Regions from separate parts of the Mus musculus genome. Here region 1 is linked to region 2. Evidence: chromatin contacts called from public promoter capture Hi-C data. All regions are on one chromosome and are shown on one strand. Each heading gives the region's core, a stretch centred on a gene start, on an enhancer-like site or on the middle of the called end of the contact. The rest is flanking DNA. Distances are from core to core; before and after follow the strand shown.

The links. Capture Hi-C pulls out chosen DNA fragments and counts their contacts.
Region 1: a contact with region 2 is called in a promoter capture Hi-C map of adipose tissue. The contact joins the promoter of Skp1 here to the promoter of N4bp3 in region 2. A contact is called at or near these places in 2 of 39 promoter capture datasets (liver and pre-B cells), 3 of 115 datasets of contacts at active chromatin or transcription factors (double positive thymocytes, embryonic stem cells and pro-B cells) and 3 of 9 other capture datasets (adipose tissue, liver and macrophages).

What each region holds. Positions count from the first base shown.
Region 1 is chr11:52,229,340-52,235,983 of GRCm38.p6, reverse strand. It overlaps Skp1 (S-phase kinase-associated protein 1), which reads right to left and starts at 3,989. Exons shown (of 6, transcript NM_011543.4): 1 at 3,866-3,989.
Region 2 is chr11:51,646,328-51,652,562 of GRCm38.p6, reverse strand. N4bp3 (NEDD4 binding protein 3) reads left to right here and starts at 1,490. Exons shown (of 5, transcript NM_145974.3): 1 at 1,490-1,885. It overlaps D930048N14Rik (RIKEN cDNA D930048N14 gene), which reads right to left and starts at 1,609. Exons shown (of 4, transcript NR_027958.1): 1 at 1,350-1,609. Gm30058 (a long non-coding RNA gene) reads left to right here. Exons shown (of 2, transcript XR_388627.1): 2 at 1-473.

The sequences.
Region 1 (6,644 bases), core at 2,740-5,239, 580 kb before region 2:
TGTGTGATGGTTGTCTTTTGTGCTATTCAGTTGTTAATTCTGTATTGGCAGAGAGCTGAGTATGGCTCCGATTTTGGTATTGTTATTTTTATGGTTCCTCACCTTCCTTGCTGGATGTTTGGTTTAATAAAGAGCTGACAGTCGCGGGTGTGGTGGCGCATGCCATTGATCCCAGCACTTGGGAGGCAGAGGCAGGCGAATTTCTGAGTTCGAGGCCAGCCTGGTCTACAGAGTGAGTTCCAGGACAGCCAGGGCTACACAGAGAAACCCTGTCTCGAAAAAACAAAACAAAGTCTCTGTGTCATTGTTCATCTGCTGGCAGAACCAAGAAATCTCCATATAATACACGCTTTCTATATTCCTTTATGCTGTCATGGAGTAACAACTACTCAATCTGAAAAATTAACTGCCACAATTACTAACAAACCTGAGCAAAGTCAATCCAAAATAAACAAAGCTATCAAATAAAAGTAAATTTCCTACAATGAAATCTACTGGTAAAAAACAAGTAAACTACCTCAAGGAGAAGACTTGGGTATGCTCACTTCTAAACAAGAACACATACAAGATAATAAAGGACGTATAGACAGCTCATAATACCATCCCTAAAACCCACACAGAACTTAAATTTAGAAGAGACCTATTATTGTTTTGTTTTTTTCGAGGCAAGGTTTCCTTGTGTAGCTGTGACTGTCCTAGAACTCACTCTGTAGACCAGGTTGGTCTTGAACTCAATATTGCTCCAATTAAGGCCTGCTCCACCACTGTCTGGCTGAAACAGGCCTTTTTTTTTTTTTTTTTTTTTTTTTTGGGTAGAGACTTAGCCAAACAATCCCAAACTTGAACACCTGAGTGAGCAATAGGTAATAAAAATTTTAAAAGGAGCTGGGTGGTGGTGGTTCATGCCTTTACCCTAACCCAGCACTGGGAGGCAGAGGCAGGAAGACTTCTATAAATTGAGGCCAGCCTGGTCTACAGAGAAAGTTCCAGGACAGCCAAGGCTGCACAGAGAAACTCTAACAAAACAAACAAAAAACTCTTCTAAAATGCATTTAGAGCCAGGAGTGGTGGCACAGGCCTTTAATCCCAGCTCTTAGAAGGCAGAGGCAGACAGAGGCCAGCATGGTCTAAATAGCTACATACAGGATAGCCAGGACTACACAGACAGACCTTGTCTCCACAAAAGCAAACTACAAAAATGCATTTAAGTCATAGTGGCAGGCACCTATAAAGCCAGTACTTGAGACACAGGAATTCAGACATCAGGCACACAGCCAAGTTCAAATCCAGCCTAGGTTATGTAAGAATCTGTCTCCAAAAACAAAAACACCCACCAAATATAAATTAATTTAAAATGGCATGGTAGTAGTGTATGCCTTTAATTCCAGCACTTGGGAGTCAAGACACAGGTGCATCTCTTTGAGTTCAAGGCCAGTCTACAGAGTGAGTTCCAGGACAGCCAGGGCTATACAGAGAAAAGTCCTGTAATGCCCAGCTTTTAGATGCCCGAGTGAGGATCATAATTTCAAGGACTAAGTAACATAATGAGGTCAAGCCAGCTTTGGTGGAACTCAGTAAGAGTCTGCTTAAAATGAAATACAAAAGAGGCTGGAGATATAGCTCCTTAGTATAATGCCTAACACGTATAAAGCTCTATTTCAATCTGCAACACCGCCCTCTCCCCCTCTCCCCAAAAGGTGAGCCAAGCAAGTACATCCCATAATCCCAACAGTTTGCCAAATAGAAGGATCAGGAGTTTATGACCATCTTCTTGACACATAGGAAAATAAATTTAAGGTTAGCCTGGTTTTCTTGGCCCCGTCTCAAAAACTAAACTCAACAAATCCCCCCAAAAACAAAAATCCAAAACCTTATCAACTGAGATATAAAATGAGTCATCAGGGAAAAAAAAAAAGCCAAATAAAAACAAATCAGTATTAATACTAAAAGCTCTAAGCCAGCAATTTCTTATCATCAGATTTCCCCCTCATCCCTTCAAAAGAGGATTAATTCAAGACCTCTTTAAAATTCACAAGCAACTTTTTTTCTGATAGTTTTTGTTTTGTTTTTTGAGATAGGGTTCCTCTGTATTACCCTGGCTGTCCTGGAACTTAAGACTAGTCTTGAACTCAGCCATAAACCTGCCGCTGCCTCCAGTGCTGGGACTAAAGGTGGGCACCAAAATCCCTACCTCACATGCAACTAGGCAGGTCTGTGCTTCTAAGGAAGATACAAGCCTTCAATGTTACTCTAAAGGTACTTCTTAAGCATTTCTGGATCTGAGTTGTATTACTAACGCGATTTTTCACAAAAGTACAGGGTTTAGCATTTAAAATAACTACTACACCTATTTTAGGGTCAAACACTTAAGACTCAGCACATCTCCTAAAATATTCATTCAGCTTTCTGAGACACTTGTCCCCAATTCCTCAAGTAAACAAGCTTCAAGAAAGGGGGTTGGGAGAGGTAAAGCTTGTTTTACAATCATCCATTGAAATACCCAGCTCCCACTCATCCATGGTTGAAGAGACTCAAGAGTTCACTTTTCAACTAACAAACATGTCTGCAGAACAGAGAAGTCAGAGCAGCAGACCCTCCCTATGATAAGGCAACAATAAAAGTTAAAATAGGCCAGTTTTTAATAGCAAGACACTGTGTTCTTTTTATGATCTCTAGTACTACAATGAGCATTCCAGAACAAGTCTATGTAGTTGATAAAATTATTTTAAAAGACCACCCCGTATTTCCTTGAAATAATTCACAATAAATAAAGATGTGCTTAGTCATAGTCAAATTTAGGTATTAGGTTACTTGCAAGGGAGCCAGGATCTTATTAAATGACAGGGAGGCAATCGGTTAATCTGTAATTCAACGCACTCTGTAATCCTAGACTTCACTTTTGTTGTTGTGTTGGAATTAAGTGCAAAATTTTTAAGTAATAATGTATGAGGTTTCGATTTGATATGCTTTCAAAAAACCCTTCTTCAGTTCTCTAAGCTCCTAGACTTGGAAATTAATCATCCAAGTCTAGCATGAGAATTCTAGTATACCAGACTTTAAAAACAAACCTGTTTTAAGTGACTCGAAATTCTGACACTTGTTACTACACTGCAGGACGGAAGAGACTGCATTGTTCTATGCCACAATACAGTCTACTGTAACATTCTGCTGAAAAACTGAGTCTCCAAACCTGAGGACTCCGTGAAAAAGTGAACCAGAAGGCAGGTTTTAGCACTATCCCTTAAAAAACCCAAACACCTCAGGTTTTAGCGTCAAATGCCACACACCTCAGACGACAGTGTCTATTACAGTAACAAGTTCAGAGACTGCAGAACGTGACAAAACGCAAAGAAACATTGGGAGTCTGTTACCTGCATATTCGGTGGTTAAAAAGGTGAGACCAATAAGGAGCTAATTGACGCCAGATACAGGAGAAAAGGGAGGGAGCCAAGAATCAAATGGCAACGACAGCCACCACCTGGAACGGCCCAGGACCCCTACTCAAAGCCTCGCTGCCCACCCGGCCTGGAGCGCGGAGCAGCAAGCCTGTCGCTAAGGCAGGCCCGGTACGAAGCCTGGGCCTTCCAGTCGCGTTTGGGGCCGACTGACGTCGCCTGCAAAGCGGCAGGCCTGCCACAGGGCTCGACTCTCTTCCCTGAGCGAGCGCCGAAAGGATGGGAGACCCTTGAAGGCCTGACTCGGCCTCCTCGTGCCTCCCGCGGTCCGGGGGTCTGCAACGGGCCGCACGGCGCCTCAGGATACGAGGCCAGGTCGCCTCGCCGCCTCGTGCACTCCACAGCCAACGCGAGGCTCCCACCCAGCCCCTCCCTCGAGGAACGTGTCCGGCTCGCGGGTTGCTACTCACGGTGCTCCGTCTCAAGACCGCAGGCCCGAGGCTGCCGGACAGAGTTCACAACCACAACGAAGTATCGAGAACAAGGCCACTCGAGCGGCGCCGCGCGGCGTCGCCTTTTATAGCAGCGGGACGCAGGCGCCGAGGACCCCGAGCCCGTGACGTCACACAGCCGGCCGGGCTGGCCGTTGAGATCGCCTGACGGCAGTCGAAACACAGGCGGCAGACCCTGAGCGCCGCAGAGGTCTCCTGGAGAGGTGCTGAGCGGCGGCGGGTGGAGGGGTGGCTGGGCAAGAGAGGGACGTCCTCCTTACTCCGCTGGCCTAAACAGCGCCATGCTCTCCTTCAAAGCGGACTCCGGCACCGGCTGGGAAACCATCTCGACCCGAAGGGTCTTTCAGGCATGGGCTGTCTTAAACGGCTTGAAAGACCCCAGTCCTGGAAAAGCCTGGAAACAACAAACCGCAAAACCGGTTGTGGGTGTGTGTTTTCCTTAAAGGAGTCGCCTCAGCCTGACCACCGTTACTCTCCTAATAACCTAAGGAAATAGAATTGAGTTTGCTGACCAGGGGTTCAGGAGTTGAACCTTCTCTACTGATACTGAATTAAATATATATATATATATACATGTATGCCATGTTGAGACAAAGGTGTTTCTTTAACCTAGGCGGCTTAGAATTCTTAAATACTCCTGACATGGTACACCTGCTTATTTGATTTTTAAAGTTTTATTTTCTTTGCATTTTAAGACGGGACCCTGTTTGGCACAGAGTAGCTGTAAATTCAGTATGTTGACCAGGTTGGTCTAAAATTCATGATCTCCTTCCACCTGCGCTGGGGTCACAGGCATTTTCACCACATATATACTTGCCTGAAACTCTTGTTGTTTTGTTTTGAGACAGGGTCTTACTATATAAGGCTTGGAGCTCGCTATTTAAACTCAGATCTGTCTGCCTCCCAATAGCCAGCTTGGAGATTCGAGGCTAGGACCACCCTGTTGGCTAATCTTCACCTTTATTTCCTACCTTTGAACTTTGAAGAGGCTTCCAGGCCCCCAAATAGCCATTGTTGGAGTGAAGCGCCAAGCCTGGAGAGAGTCAATGTGAATGTAGCATGGAGGTTACATTCTTTGGGTAACCATGCTCTAGGCCAATCTGTGAGGCCAGTGCTGGGGATCCATCCAGCAATGAACGGGGACAGTCAGGCTCAACCTGAACAGGCTATGCTGTACAGGCGGCTCAAAGAAGGCTGTGATAAGGTCGCTAGAATGAAACAGCTTTGAAGTAAAGGGAGAGGCCTGAAAGCACCCATCTGGCCTCAGCCCAGCCAGGAAGAGGGCAATTGCCTGCCCTGCCCTGCCCTGCCCTGCTGTGTCTAGGGAGCATCACTAGCCCCACCAAGGCGCCAGGCTCACCTAACCAGTGAGCACATGATTGGTATTCCTGGCACCACGAAGACAAAAGACTTTTCCACACAGGGCCTCCTAAAGAAACCAGAGACTACAGCTTCTCTAGGACAAGACTGGGCAGAGAGACCAAGCAATGGGTTGAATTACCAGGTCTTTGTCTGCTGGTATCCAATGTCTGCCAGGTGCCAGAGTCGATGACAGAAGATGAAAGACCCACAGTTCTCAGGCTTTTTATCTGCAGCGCTGCCTGCCCTTCACAGCTCCGGCTTCGGGCCTCCTAGGGAAGGCCCACTAGAGAGCCTTTTCCTCCACGTGCCATAAACTCGGTGGGCTCCTTAAACAGTCCTGGGTCATACAGCGAGCCTAAGAAGCCAGCACACTGCATGGCACAAAGTATATGGTTTTCCCCAGAGGTCTGAGAGCCTCCAGTAACGGAATTAACAAATGCTTAGAGCAGAAAATGGAGATTTGGGTGCTGGAACAAAGCTTAGCGTGCCCAGGCCCCTGAGTTCAATCCTTGCCATGCTCAGACTATTTAAGGTGCACGATAGTTCACAAAAGATGCACAAGAAATCCTTTGCCTAAAGAAATGGAACTAGCAGCTGGGGCAAACGTAGGGTGATTGATATATATATATATATTCCCACCATTTGGATATGGGTTCATAAGCGTGTATTATATATCAATTTTCTACCTGTAATGGATTGGATGCAGGACTACAACTCTTTTGCAAGTCTATTTATTTTCTGGGTCTGGGGATGTAGTTCAGTTGGCAGTGTGTATGCCTAGCATATGTGAGGCCATGGGTTTGATTTCCAACACCCCCACAAACTGCATGATGGCACAGGTCTGTAACTCCAGCACTCAGGAGACAGAAGCAGGAGAATCCGAAGTTCAAGGGCATCCTCTACACATAGTGAGTTCAAGAATAGCCTGGTCTACATAATTTTGGGTCAGCTAAGGCTATAAAGCAAGAACCTAAATCAAAAAAAGAATTTTTTAGTGGATAATACAATAATTAATTGGTACCACTCAAGAAAAGGCAGCTAAGCCAGGCGGTGGTGGCACAAGCCTTTCCCAGCACTTGGGAGGCAGAGGCAGACAGATTTCTGAGTTCGAGGCCAGCCTGGTCTACAGAGTAAGTTCCAGGATAGCCAGGGCTACACAGAGAAATCCTGTCTCAAAAAAAACAAAACAAACAAACAAACAAAAAAACAAAAACGAAAAACAAAACAAAAAGAAAAAGAAAAGGCAGCTGAGTCCATTTTCAGTGTAATGAATCTAACCCGTGAGCAGGTTTTTCTGCCTTTTAAACTATCCAAGGTGATTCTTAAGCTTAGAGTAATTGGAGAAACTTCTGGGGTAGGGCCTCAGTGCTAATGC
Region 2 (6,235 bases), core at 241-2,740:
CGTGTGCTCTTATGGTCAATGTTCATCTGTCTCAGGCAACCCCGCTCCCCCATATACCTGCAGTCCCTGCATGACTGAGATACCAAGTGCTGTGAATGAGGTTTCTTAAAGAGAAAAATCCATTGTTAACATTTGACTACGGTAGAAATAGAAAACAGAGGCGGCAAATCGGTACCTGCTGGGCCACAGTAATGTTTTGTTGTTTAAATGAAGTTGACTTGCCTGATACAAAATTATCCATTTTAACTTAAGGTACTGGGAATTGAACCCAGGGCCTCAAGCAGCCTCTGAGAGAATGCTCTCCTACTGAGTCACACCCCAGCCCTCTGTAAGACAATGTAAAAGGAAAGTGCTGTCACCACCACCTGATTCCAGGACAAAACCCGATAACTTGCAAGGATCATCCTCATTTCTCCCTCCCTGTGGCTTCTAGCACTAGCCTGCATTCTGTCCATAAAGGTTCACACATGGTCTCTGCTGGGTTTCTTTGACTTACCATCACTTGTTAGAGGTTTGAGTTGTAGCATGAAATGGCACTATGCCTTTTCTGTGGTAAGTAATATTCCACTGTATGGTTGGACCACACTGTTTATCCTTTCACTAATTGCTGGAGGGTTTGACCTGTGTCCTTCTTTTGACTGTTATACACAGGATTGCTATGATCATCTGAGTGCAAGCACTTGTTGGCATACCTGATTTCTTTAGTCATATACCCAGGAGTGGAAATGCTATCATGAATCTGTTTAACTTACTGGTTTGGTTTTTTTTTTTTATCTTAAAAACAACAACAACAAAATTACGTGTATGTGCCAGCGTGAGTAAATGTGCACCCAGTGCGAGTAATGCCCCCAGGGGCCGGGGGTGGGGGTGAGGGGGGGGGCGTTCCATACCCTGGAACTGGAGCTGCAAAGGATTGTGAGCAACCACGTGGTTGCTGGGAACCAAAACCGGGTCCTCTGCTAGAGCAGCAAGTACTCTTAACCACTGAACCATCTCTCCATACACAACCCTTACCACCCCACCCCACCCCACCCCACCCCACCCCACATCTATGTTTAACTTTTTAAGGAAGAAAAGGTGTTCCAACTTCTTACTCTTGAACGTGTCTGAGTGTCCAGCCTTCGGTTTCCGTCCCCGCTACTGGCTTACCCAACCCATATGACTCATTTACACTATCAGTCTGGCCCCTAAAGGCATCTGAACCTGCCGCCCCTAGAAGGCTGCACAGGTAAATCAACCTCCCTCCAAAATAAAAGTCCAGCGGCTAACTACTGTAGACGCCTACTACACCTCTTCGGCTCTTAGAGCGCGTCTTGGGTTTATTCTCAAACGAGGAAAGTGGCGCTTACCTGAGAAAGAGGCGGCAGAGACCTGACCAACCCATCCCAGCAAGCCAGTTTGGAAGCTGGTTCTGGAAGGAAACCGGGTGAGGCGGGCGAGGCCCGAGTTGGAGGAGGAGGAGAAGGAGGAGCAGCAAGCAGTGCGGCGCGCGCTCTAGAGCCTCGTCCGGGCTGGGGTCTGCAGAGCTGCTGCACGTGAGCGAGCGAACGAGCACGCATCGCGGTGGCCGCTGCACCATGCGCGGCTAGCGGTGGGGTCCCGGCCCCGCAGCACCCGCGAGCCCGGGCGGGGCTCAGGTCGCTCGGGGGCGGTGCCGGTTCCCGCCCCCCACATCCGGGGGCCGGGCTGGGCGCTGGGGCTCGCGCCGCGCGGGTGAGTCAGGCCGGGTTTTCCCTCCGTCTCTGGGGCCAGCGGACGAGTGTCGCCCAGTGCGTCCTTTGCCCGCCGATCCGGCTCCCGCGCGTTCCCGAAGAGCCTGGGAAGAGAAAGGTTCGAGACCGAGCTGGGGACTGCAGCGCGCCCTAGGATTCACGGAGCCAGCATGGTAAGTGGGTAGGGCGGGTCGCTGAGGTCGTTCTCGGACACCCGGCGGGGGTTGGCAGGATGCTGTGCGCGCCCCGGTGTCCTCTGCTCCCGCGCACGAGGCTGACCTGTAAATGCATTTTCCGTGGAGCATCGCCCCGATCCCCACGCCGCAGCTAGGAGGGGCAGGCGCCCTTGGCGCAGGAGTCTGACCTCGGCCTCCGCCCCCTGCACCAGCTCTAAGCAGGCCCCACAGACGGCGGGCGGGAGACGTGCACCCCACCCCGCCCCCTGGGTAGCTAGGAGGGCCTCCGGTAGTTCTGGGATCCCTTGCTTCCTCCACAGCCTTCCTGGGCGCAGTTCCACCGGGATGTCCAACCTGTCTTCTCTGCCGCCTTCCCGGGGACACCACTCACCTGCCCTCACCCTCAGGGTACCCTCTTCCTGCCTCAGCCCCCTACTGTGTCTGGTCCTCACCTGGGGACCTGCGAACAGGGGACGTCCCAAGGTCTGGGACTCTGTTCCAGTCCTGACTTTAGCCTTTGACAAAAGTAAGGACCAGGACTCTTAAGGTATCTCAGTATTAAGATGGGAGCTTGGGACATACCCAACCCAAAGATACAGATTGGGAATGGTTGTCCTTGGGCGGGAGCAGAGGCGGGAGGCCCTCCTGGACCTAGAGATGAGCCTCCTCCCAGGCTCTCACAAGCAGGGCTTCTCTGCCGACTGGCTGCGTGTGGGTGTGTATGTGCAAGACTGAATGAAAGCGACCAGCTAGTTCCCGACACCGCCTCTAGCAGTTTCCTGAGCTCAAGAGTCCCTAAACCTGCGCCACTTCCACTATTTCTTCTTCTTACCTCTTTCCCCAGGGCGGGCAGGAGGGATCTCTGGGAGGGGGGTTAAGTTCCATCCCTCTCAACCTTGCCCTTGGGAGAAACAAGCATGGGGGGCTGGGCAGGCTACGTAGACAGCAGAGTATACTAGTGGAAGGTGACCCCTAGCTGGGACAGCTGGGTGTAGTATAGAGGGCTTTACTGTGGGAATCCAGATTGGTCCTCAAAGCGGAGTCTTCTTTCAGCGTGTGATTCCTTCTTTCAAGCCTCAGTTTCCCTATGTGTAGATAGGGTCCTTTATGCCGTGCTCCACCGACTAGTGTGGAGACGATGTGACATTGTGAAATAGAAGAGCTCAGAAACACTGAAGCACTGGACATAGAGCAAAATGTGGATAATTCTGTCCAGGGGGTAGGGTATGCCAGCTGCCCCCATCGCCTCTCAGGCTGTCCCCATTTTTGGAGTTGGGACATTCCAGTGTCATTCCTCTGTGGCAGCTGCAGGCACACCCCTCAGAAAGGCTGATCCCCCCAGCAGGTGGTGTGACCCTCCCCTGGGGCACTCTGGTGGGACTAGTGGCAGTTCAGGTTGAACTGTAACTCCTGCCTCGGGGAGGATGAGGTGCCCTAACCTGAAGGAAATGCAGTGAAAGCTGCCTCCCATACTGCTGAACATGACCTTGGGCACCTCATTCCACCTCCTGGATGTGCTTTGAAGAGGCATCCAGGGTCTGGTGCTGGGGTGCCCCGCTGGGTACCTCTATTTGAGGCTTTCTGCACTGCTGGCTGATCCTGGGGCCAGAGGGAGACAGGAATGAAGGGGTACTGCTGTGGCTGGATGAGTAATGGTGTGTTCAGCTCCTTACAGAGCCCTGGGCATTAAGATAGACACCCTACTGTGGCAGCACAGCCCTAGCATTTGGTGGAACCCCCCCCCCACTCCCACTTTCTGTACTGCTCTGATCTCCCAGAGGTTATGAGGCTCTTGCTAGCTCTCTCCTACACACACACACACACACACACACACACACACATCACAGGCCAGAGAGCCTGCACAGCTGCCCTGGCCCAGGCAGGCAATCCCAAGGCTCCTAAGCAACGGAAAGGAAGGAATGTGTGTGTTGGGGGAGGGGCAGGGGTAGGTTGGGTTCTCTAGGAAAAGGGTTAGCCTCCAAACTAAGACCAGGGATGGCCTCAGCCCAGCAGGTCGAGCAGACAGTGCTACTGAGTGAGACCTGGTCTGGGTGGGTGACCTTGTATAAGCCATATTGTCCGTTGTTGGACAGGACTGTCCTCACTTTGGTCTCGTAACATACATTTGTCTACAGGACACTGTTTTCCGTATGAGGCCATTTGCATAGTTTGGCTCACGGCCACACTGGTTCATCCCTGAGACCTGAGACCCTTTTTGTGGGTACCACATAGTGTCAGTTGTTTCTCATGAGACTGCAAGCGAGTGACTGCACACAGGAAAGTGAGGGTCTGTGTGTTTGGGGTGCAATGGGTATATCTGACACTGTCCCCAGTGGGCATCCAGGACTTAACAGTTCACAAAGCCCTTTCTCCTCCGCGGCCTCTTTGTCAGTTATCCTGACAGAGATGACGGGGGTGGGGGGGGGGCCGAGGGGGGGGGGAGATGGCTGGAGACTAGATCTTGTTCCTTGAGGAGCAACTGAATATTTCACACGCGGTCATGTCTATCTAGCTCGTCAAGGTGAGGCAGTGTTGAATGGGGAGACAAGGTGACCAGGTCAAATTCTTTTGATTGTGGGTGACATCCTGAGTCCTCCTAGACACTTGGCAGTCCTGGTGGTGCTCGGATCCCGTGAGTCTTCATCATGACCAGTTCTGTGACCTTAGGTAGGTCATTCCATCTTTTTGAGCCTCCAAGGGCTTACCTTTTTTAGAGGGATACTGAGCTGGGGGGTGGCAGCACACGCCTTTAATCTCAGCACTCTGTCTCAAAACCCAAGATAAATAAATGAATTACATTTTAAAAGGAGAGCTATTGACGCCATATTCTCCTTGAGACTCCTGCAAAATGCCATGTTACTGAAAGAGCCCCAGCTCCAGTAGTCCCTATCTCTTGAGTTTACATAGCTTGTGATATCCCTAGAAGGGTCCGACTGTTCATATGGAGCTGGGCTGGGTGTTTAAACTAAGACTTGCACCCCACCTTGAGTGGTGTGTTTTTTAGGAGCAGAGCAGGCCATTACAGTTATTTATTGCCTAGGGTAGAGTTGGCTGTGGAGTGGGGGTGGGGACCAGGCTGCCCTCCCTCTCCCAGAGAGTCCTTTGTCTTTCACAAACACAAAACCTGGAAATGGTTGAGGATGGAGCCTCCTAACCACCATTGTTTGGGGTGGGAGTGGGTGTCCCGGAAGCTCATTGGGTGGGTGGCGGTGGGTACTCCCAGATGCAGCCTGCCTGCCAGACATCTGCCTGGCACTGGGAGCAGCTGTGTGTGGGTGGATGGGAAGCATATAAGGTGCCATTCACTGCTGGTTGTTTGCACCTACCGTGTGCTGGGCAGTGGGTGTGGCACACACACCCGCCTCCTGAGAGTTAGGCCCCAGAACATGTGGGAGACAGTTCAGAAGCCTGGTCCCGTGGTGTGGAGCTGAAGTGTGTAGTGAAGCTCAGCCTTGGTGTTCTGTGCTGACTGTGGCTTCAGGCCAGTCCTGGTCACATTATCTTACCCCGTGCTCTCCGGCATCTCTACATGATAAATGCTGACTATCGTAGCTTTTCTGCTCCTGAAGTAGGCACGGCTCACATGGGCTAGGCATGGCTAAGGTCACAAGCTGCTAGCTGCCAGCCCCGGTTCTGTGAGCCTGGCTGGTGGCACCTAACAACAGAACACAGCGACATTATAAAGTCTGTCTGCCTCTCTTCCCTCTGCCGCCGTCACTGCCTAGACCTGGACACCTGTTCCGGAAACAGAGGCCATTGTTCCTCCCCTTAGGCCCTTCCTGTGTGTATCACCATCCTTCCTCCCCTTGGGCCCTTCCTGTTTGTATCCCTCCCACTGTATCCCGCCTGCCCCCAACCTCACCCACTCCAGATGTTTCCCTGGGGGACCTCTGACCCTTTGAGGGAAGAGGGGTTTCCCACCTAGAGAAGCCAGAAGGACAGACCTGCGTTCTGGTTCTCAGTTCTTGTTCCTTCCCCACCCCCCAAATTTGATTTAGAGCCCATCAGAAGTAAGCAAGGTCATGGGTCAGACAAAACCTGAGCCACCCTCTGCCCTTTGCTGGCTCGTTTCTAGGAAGAAGGCCCTTGCCCTACAACTTGAGGGCCTCACCTTCCTGCCTTGCCTCTGCATTCCGCTTCAGACCCCTGTCTGGGAGCTGTGCCTTTAGGTGTTCCCGTGGAAGTCCCATTTCCTTTGCTTTAGACTCAGTCTGACAGTAGTCAGTGTACCCTTTCCATCGCTTGCCATCCTGTGACTCCCATTCTGTTCACACATATCTGCTTCTGACAGGCCTGGGCAGAGCGAGTTGCTTACAGATGGCAAGTGTCTGGTTTTAGTGCATCTGG